Linked DNA regions of Sus scrofa: all the other regions are linked to region 1. Evidence: chromatin contacts called from public HiChIP or PLAC-seq data. All regions are on one chromosome and are shown on one strand. Each heading gives the region's core, a stretch centred on a gene start, on an enhancer-like site or on the middle of the called end of the contact. The rest is flanking DNA. Distances are from core to core; before and after follow the strand shown.

Region 1 (2,700 bases), core at 99-2,598:
ATATACATGTATGTGTAACTGGGTCACCATGCTGTACAATAGAAAATTGACAGAACACTGTAAACCAGCTCTAATGGAAAAAATAAAAATCATTATATATATTAAAAAGCTAAATCTCTGTACCTGCAAGCACAGTTGTGCTTGTTGTTATTACATCTGTAGCAACTGACATGTCTTTATGGTTCAGTAGAATAAAAGGACAAGGGATGTTCACCCTCTTCTAGGGCCTGGGCAGTCAAAACCTTGGATGTGTGTTTGGGGACTGAACCCCGCTGACTCTATGAATTTTGTCAGGCCGGTGTGATTTAACTGAAAAGCTCATTCTGGAGTCTGATTCTAGAAAATTATCAGTTTTAACCACTAAAAATATTCCCCCCAGTGCCTTGAACTGATTTTTTTTTTTTTTAATGTGAAGAGAGGGCAAGGATTGGCTTTTTTGAACTAAATTTTAATTTGTTTTTAAAAATGTCACTGGAACATAAGCTCGTAGTTTTCATTCAAAGAAGGCACTTATTGATCTTGCACCATTCAGAAGGAAAGTAATTGTCTTTCAATTATCCGAGGCACTTCCTTTCATGAAAGCTTTTGTATAGAGGCAGCTTCTGTCATGCTTCCATTTCCAGAAGGCATTTATCTGCTCAGATTTAGGTCTTAATGTGACGATTAAAAGTCAGTCATCTGCCAATTAAAAATCATTCAGACTTATATACCCCTATATTTTAGGAAAATTGGGAAAAGTTTAATGTTTTGCTAAAGTTTATGCTTCTGAGCAACTCAAAGGGCCTTCCTTTTCACAGATTGGTGTGTACGAAGCTCTATCTACAGGTCAGGAACTGGTCGTGGCAGGCTTGTTCAGCGCAGCAAGCCAGTGAAAAGTGACAAGAGAGCAGAATTTAAAGGACTTTTCCTGATTTGACTCAAATTTTAGCTGTCTGGCTTTGGAGTAAGCATCTGTATGCGGCAAATGAAGTATTTACAGTTGGAAGTAAACTTTCCAAGAAAAGTTATCCAGTTTGATTTTGGAAATGGACCTAGGTTGGAAACTTGGTTCCCTATTTACTAGCTTCGTGAGGCATCTGTTAGGAAGGAATTTAGCTCCCAGTAACATCAGTGGCACAAACAAAAAAGGGTTTATTTTCATCACATGATGAGAATCTGGAAGTAGATGTGCTGGCTTGGGAGGAGCATCCAGTGATGTCAGGGCTGGCGTCTGTGACTGTTCTGGCCCTTTTCTGATGGAAAAACGTGCCTGCTCCTCGTTGAGGCGTCACATCCACGGGTGGGCAGCACAAAGGCCGAGGGACAGAAGCCGCTTTTAATGAGACAAGACCTCGTGCCCGTGTTGGCAAATCTAGGTCACAGGGTCAGTCCCTGCTGAAAGGCAGGCTGGGAGATGAATCATTTCCTTTTCAGCATCTGGGGTGGAGGCAGGCCAGGGAGAGGCTGAGAACGGACGTGGCGGGCCGGTCAGTCTAGTGTCTGCCTCAGTGGCCATGGGTGCCAGGGACCCCTTGAATAAACAAGCCCGTTTTCCCTCGGGGGTAGTAACAGAAACTGCTAAGGGGACACTTGGACCTTTATGAGCTGCTCAATCCCTACCATCTAGACAACAGTGTCTTACAGATGGAGTTGCTCAGAATTAATACATGAAGATTACTGTGGGAATTCATGAGCAGTGCGTAACCTATCGATGGGATCGACTCTTGTTCTCAGTATATGTAGGAATTAAGTATATTGATTTATTGTGCAGGTGTCTATAGAAGTTTCCACAACTAGATTATATTTGTCCTCTTTTGTGCTTAATCTTGAAGTTTCATTGTTTTCTTGACAATTAACATTTCTAGAAGAATTAGTGTGGTTTCTGTCTTCCTACGTAAATATTGCGACGGAGGTAAATAGGTGTATTTTTTACTGTGTTTACTGAAAGTGTATTGTTACTGTGATTTAATTAAAGTATAGTTAATTTACAATGTTGGGTTAATTTCTGCTGTACAGGAAAGTGACTGATTTTATATATATATATATTTTTTCTTTCCTATTAAGGTTTATCACAGGGTGTTTAATGTAGCTTCCTGTGCTATATGTATAGTAGGACCTTGTTTATCCATGCTATATGTAATAGTTTGCCTCTGCTAATCCCAAACTCCCATCTGTCCCCTCCCCCAGCCCCCCCTGCCGGGCAACCACAAGTCTGTTCTCTATGTCTATGAGTTTTTGTTTCATAGATATGTTGATATGTGTTGTCTTTTAGATTCCATGCATAAGTGATATATTGTGTGGTATTTGTCTTTCTGACTTACTTCACTTAGTATGATAATCTCTAGGTCCATCCATGCTGCTGCAAATGGCATTATTTTATTCTTTTTAACAGCTTTGTAATATTCCATTGTGTGTATATACCATACCTTCTTTACCCATTCATCTGTGGATGGACATTTAGGTTGTTTCCATGTCTTGGCCATTGTGAATAGTGCTGCAGTGAACATAGAGGTGCATGTGTCTTTTCAAATTACAGGTTTGTCTGGATAGATGCCCAGGAATGGAATTGCTGAATCATGTGGTAGTTCTGTTTTTAGTTTTCTTTAAATTTTTTTCTTTTAATTTTTTTGCTTTTTAGGGCTGGGCCTGCGGCATATGGAGGTTCCCAGGCTAGGGGTCGAATCAGAGCTGCAGATGCTGGCCTGCGCCACAGCCACAGCA
Region 2 (2,700 bases), core at 42-2,541, 410 kb before region 1:
GAAAGCGATGGCTCAAATTTCCCCCTGCCTTGCCACAGACGAAATGTCCTGCCTGACCTACTTCTCTTGCTCATCCTGGGGCCTGGACACAGTCATCACCCCGTTCTGATTCTGCAGATAAGACCAACAGTCTAGGAGACAAAGAACAAGAGGTAACAAATGTGAATCGCTGGATAACTTCACAGAACAGACTTCTCCAGCCAGACCGCTTGCTTCTGAACGTCTATGTTTACTTATGACTCTACATTTTGAGGTCTCTAAAAAAAAAAAAAAAAAAAAAATTAGAATGGCCTTTACTCTTTAAAAGAGAGCACTAAAAAACTGGACAGTGTTTGAAAGAGGAAAAACTGACATAGAGGACAGCTTCAGGGATTATGCCAGAACTCATGGGAGAAAAAAAAAAGAGCCAGGGGAAGAAAAAAAAAAAAAAAAAGAGAGAGAGAGAGAGACAGAGTTTAATCTGGTATCTCGCACAAATCTGATTCAAAAACTCCTGTCTCTAGTACCTAGTACTTAGAACAAAGTAGGCCATCAATTGATGTTTGTTGAATGGTTGAATGAATGAACAAACAAAATGGTCTCAATAAGAAAAGGGACAGATCTTTTAATAGGAAAGAAGATAGGCAAAATAGGTACAAATGGCTCTTTTTCGAATAGCATAAAATTCCATATTGATTCACAATGGACAAGTCCCTTCTTTATACCAAAGCAGACATACTAAACAAGGAAAATTCTCCTTTTATTCTGTACTTTCTCAAAGTTCAAAACTCAAGGTGTAGAGTCTTCAATTGTTTCTACAGGTCTAGGTCCTGATTTGTTCCTCCTTGATTACGGTATTAAGTACGTCGGTCCAAAGGCCAGAGGGCGTGAAGCTCCCTTCCACTGTGTCCTCTGCGTCATCCACCTGCTTCAGGGGCCCTGGACTGCTGGAGAAGGCCGCTCAGCGCTGCGAGAAGAGTTTTATAAAATACCCTGGCTTCTGGCAGGAAGATTAAACTGAAACTTAAAAATCCAGGCTGAGCATTATCTCCATCCGTTACATTAAAAATTTCATTACTCGGAGGCTATTTCTCATGGGTTCATGAGCACATTTCCTTTTCTGGGAGTGTGATCTGGAGTTTCGCTTAACAGTTCATGCTCCCTTTTGTGTGAGCTATATTAACATTCCATTTACAGCGAGTATTTAGACGTTTATTAATTTTAAGAGCTACTATTAAAAATATAACTGTAAAACAACCCTCTCTCTAGAGTTCAGCAGCTACAGATTCAAAGTTTTATTGCCACTGAAGAGTAAGGACACTGAGTTCAAAGAAAACAAAGATACTGTCTGATCTGATCCACTCATTCTGAGACCTGAGGCAATCAAAGGGGTTTCCCAATTCTTATACTTTAAATTGAAGGGATACAGTCTGGGTGTCACAGAGCTGAGGTCTGTACCGCTCCTCTCTAGCTTCCACACTCTCCTGGTCTTGTACACGTCTCCCATCTGACTGCTTCCCTTGTTTTCATTGTATCACTCAGTCTGAAAACAGCTTCCTCTTTTTTGTTAACTGCTGAGCACACACCCAAGCCTCTATTTCTCTGAATGTCTGTTGGAGACTTATTTCATAAATGAGATTTCTCAATACTAGCATTCATGCAAGACATCAAAAATCTGTTGAAAATCACTGGACTGCCTAATTACGCATTCAAAGGCCTATAATTCCCCTTAGTCTTTCTTGTTCCGTGGTACTGTCGCCCACTCTCAGCCCACCTCGCCCATCCCCAACCACATCCCAGGTGTCCCAACCACGCAAGCAGGTCTTGTGGGAGACACTGCCTGCTCCTGCAATCAGGGGTCAGCGGCACACCCATATACCTGCACCCTGACCACAGTGGGGGGCGGTGGGGGTTCCGACTCAGCCCTCTGCGGGGCCCACGCAGCTGGATCTGTGCACCACCACAGCCCTAGTCCTTACACAATGACTCTCAGATCCATAACAGCCATTTTCAAGAATGCAGGCTCCACTTCTGTCTCCCTCCTCCCATAAAAATAATCTAAAATGTACCCCCAGGAACCTGATTTATCAATCAATCAACCAATCAAGAGCTCCAAAACATATACTGACAAACAATGAACAGCAGGTCTTCTTAAAAAGCAGTGGCCATGCATCTAGCAACATTCCACCTGGAGGCGTGACAAACCTGCAGAGGCCCCTCGGAAGAAGGAGATGCTTGCGTTCATCTGGTTAGACCTGTGTGCCTCTACTGCTTCCAAGTATTACACAAAATTCCACTTAATCATTACAGCGAGCATACAGAGATTATCCTTCTTAGTTTTAAGGCCTTTCCTTAGCTAGACAAGACAGATATTCGCAGGGATAATAAGAACCTAATTTACTAAAGGTTGCAAGGCCTCTAGATTCCAATTAGGTTTAAACTGGTACATTTCAAAATAAGTATTTAGAATTCAGCTTTTAAAAAATAGAATGGCTGGGAAGTTCCCGTCGTGGCGCAGTGGTTAACGAATCCGACTGGGAACCGTAAGGTTGCTGGTTTGATCCCTGGCTTTGCTCGGTGGGTTAAGGATCCGGAGTTGCCGTGAGCTGCGGTGTATAGGTCGCAGACGCAGCTTGGATCTGGCGTTGCTGTGGCTCTGGTGTAGGGCAGTGGCTACAGCTCCGATTAGACCCGTAGCCTGGGAACCTCCACCTGCCGAAG
Region 3 (2,700 bases), core at 17-2,516, 490 kb after region 1:
AATGTTGTTAAAACGTCCAGAGGTTAACAATAATGATAGCACATGGGTCAGATTAAAATTCTTTTTGTGCAAAAAAGAAAGACTGGAAAGAAAAAAAAAAAAAGAAATGGTTGCCTTTTCTCCTTCCCATTAAAGAAAAATTAGCTAGTGGAATGAAACAGCAGCCTGGCATCTGCAGCGCCTTTCCCTTATGTTATAATAGAAATGTATTTAAAATTTAAATAGCATTTAAAATTTATGCACCCAGGTTATAGGTACCAGGTTTGTTTTTAGTGAAACGAGAACTCTCTCTTTCCAGCTCTTGTCCTACTTTACAATTATTGCGAATCATCTATGGACCTCTTTAGTTTTCAGTAGAGAGCAACATAGCAAGCAACTTTGGTCTCTCCCTCGAAATGCATGAGCATGACAATTAAAATGTAAAAACGAGGTAATTTTTCTTGTCTGCTATTTGAAACAACTGAGAATGAATGACAGAGCCATGAATAGCTTGGGAGCTTGTTTTGCCTCAGGAAATGTATCAACGGATTGGATCTGCCCAACAAATTCATTTACATCTGTAAGAACACCGTGCTGCCTACATGGCTGATTTTTCTCTTATTCTTATAGTCTTTATCTTTGCATGTTTATGATAGAAATAAGTTAATCTGTGCACAGGATAGAAAAGGACCAGGAGACCTCATCTTCCTCTTAAAATCAGAGACTGGTGAGGGGCTCTTTTATTCCTGTTGCTTTATTTTTAGATAGTGCTCTTGAATTTTCTTAGGCTCTTCACTGCTTACTGAGAGTCGAGTTTTGGTCAAAATGCTGTTTTATTTTGTTTGGTTTTCTCGTGTTCTAATGAGTAGCACTATTTCCTCTTTCTTGGAGGGTTGGGATTCCTAAAAAGTTAAAAAAGAAAGAGAAAAGGAAGAGGGAGACTACATGAATGGGCATCTTTATTAGTTGCACAGTAAGACAATTCTAGAGGAATAAAAAGACTCTAGAAATCACCTATGTTAATGCATCCATTTTACAAATGAAAAAACTGAAACTCAAGAACATCTAGGGACTTGTTCTGTCTTATACCCCCAAGGAGGGATCTTGGTCCAGAATTCCTCCTGTCCACACAAGGTACGTAGGCGTCTACCTGGCAAAATGAGGTGAGTATCAGATTAAATCTTCAGGGACAAGTTCTGACTCTAAACGCTACCTCCCATTCCTTTGGCCTAGATGTAGACTCTGATGTGTGTGGCTGGGTCATCCCTCGATGTCTTCAAACCTCAGTTCCCTGTTCAGTGAAGTGAACTGCTGATCCAGTTCCTCTTCTTGAGCATGCCTGGTATTTGGGGCTGGATAGCTGGGCTGCCTCTTGCATGGCAGGATGGTTCACCCACCTCCCTGGCCTTCGAAAGCTAGATGCAGCCGCAGCCCTAACCCCTTCTCCCCTCCCCCACCATCAGGACAACCAAATGTCCCTACAAGGGCAAACTTTGCCAGCCCTTGCCACCTTCCTCGAGAACCAGTGGTTAAGCTGAAATCATTTCTTTAGGACTCCTCCCGCAGCATTAATTGTACAAGTCTAGAGGACCAAGTTAACTCTTGGCTGGCTCAACAGGAAGGACCCACCAGACTATTTCTGACTTAAAAGGTCAGAAATAGTCACCGGTGAGATTTTTACTGTAGTCCTGAGTTAGTAAATATTGGAAAGGTTTAAGAAGATGTAACAAAGCAATATAAAAAAATTTACTGACTGTAAGGGGTATCTTTTTTTTTTTTTTTTTTAGGGCTGCACCTGCGGCATATGGAGGTTCCCAGGCTAGAGGTCCAATCAGAGCAACAGCTGTGGCCACAGCCGCAGCCACAGCCACAGCCACACTAGATCAGAGCTGCATCTGCAACCTACACCTCACGGCCATGCCAGATCCTTAGTCCACTGAGTGAGGTCAGGGATCGAACCCACAACCTCATGGTTCCTAGTTGGATTTGTTTCTGCTGTGCCACGATGGGAACTCCATTTTTTTATGTAACAATTATCCGTGTATTAATCCGTTGTCCTCCAAAGCACACCAACAATTCAGTTATTATTTCATAGATTAATAGGGACCTGCTGCACATCATAGGTTCCTCTCTGAGACCAATTTCAACTGTGAATGTTGTTTCTGATAAGATTTGCTGGAACAAGCATTAAGTGTTTCATGGCAAGAAGGGTCACAGATGTCTTTTCATTCCTTGCACATGGAAGAAATAGACACCTACTATCCTTAGTTTTTAAATTGAAAGATGTTTTTTCTTCCCTTTCTTTCCCTCTTCATCCCTATTTTTCCCCCAGTGCATCCAGATACATGCGGGTAGGATGTGAAAGCCTCATACAAGGCAGGGTAAGAACAGGAGCTACAAAGGGAGATCAGAAACTTGTTTAGCAACTGGTGCAGCTCTGCGTTCACAGGGCTACTTTTTTTGTCAGGCGTTGCTACAAGTTCCCCGAGGAAGTTTACTGACTGATGGTTTTACAAGAAATGCTTGTCATGGAGATGGAGGGAGGGGGGGCACACAAGGAAAGTTTACTTGCTGTAAAGTGGGAGCTGAGAGCTCACATAGGTTGGTTAGGTTCTGCCAGATGGAGATAAAAACTGACGCAGCCACATCCTGTGACTAGAAAGTTCTGTTAAAGCTGGCAGAACTCTATCAGGGAGTAGCTAGACAAAGGCACTAGACAAG

Evidence for each region. HiChIP or PLAC-seq counts read pairs in DNA pulled down with a chosen protein or histone mark.
Region 2: an H3K27ac HiChIP or PLAC-seq map of alveolar macrophages shows a contact between it and region 1. The contact joins two enhancer-like sites. A contact is called at or near these places in 1 of 47 Hi-C or Micro-C datasets (psoas muscle) and 1 of 2 datasets of contacts at active chromatin or transcription factors (alveolar macrophages).
Region 3: an H3K27ac HiChIP or PLAC-seq map of alveolar macrophages shows a contact between it and region 1, with 6 times the contacts expected there. The contact joins two enhancer-like sites. A contact is called at or near these places in 1 of 47 Hi-C or Micro-C datasets (epiblast stem cells) and 1 of 2 datasets of contacts at active chromatin or transcription factors (alveolar macrophages).

The regions. Positions count from the first base shown.
Region 1 is chr10:21,003,658-21,006,357 of Sscrofa11.1, forward strand. The region is part of intron 1 of NEK7 (serine/threonine-protein kinase Nek7); the gene reads left to right. Among named protein-coding and RNA genes, the nearest start is that of NEK7, 38 kb to the left of the region's middle. Within about 2 kb of position 1,349, at least 24 of the 83 cell types and tissues checked have an H3K27ac peak or open chromatin away from gene starts, as enhancers often do. A contact at or near this core is called in alveolar macrophages, where this site is marked.
Region 2 is chr10:20,595,245-20,597,944 of Sscrofa11.1, forward strand. The region is part of intron 2 of DENND1B (DENN domain-containing protein 1B); the gene reads right to left. Among named protein-coding and RNA genes, the nearest start is that of DENND1B, 39 kb to the right of the region's middle. Within about 2 kb of position 1,292, at least 11 of the 83 cell types and tissues checked have an H3K27ac peak or open chromatin away from gene starts, as enhancers often do. A contact at or near this core is called in alveolar macrophages, where this site is marked.
Region 3 is chr10:21,498,330-21,501,029 of Sscrofa11.1, forward strand. The region is part of intron 2 of PTPRC (receptor-type tyrosine-protein phosphatase C); the gene reads left to right. Among named protein-coding and RNA genes, the nearest start is that of PTPRC, 17 kb to the left of the region's middle. Within about 2 kb of position 1,267, at least 14 of the 83 cell types and tissues checked have an H3K27ac peak or open chromatin away from gene starts, as enhancers often do. A contact at or near this core is called in alveolar macrophages, where this site is marked.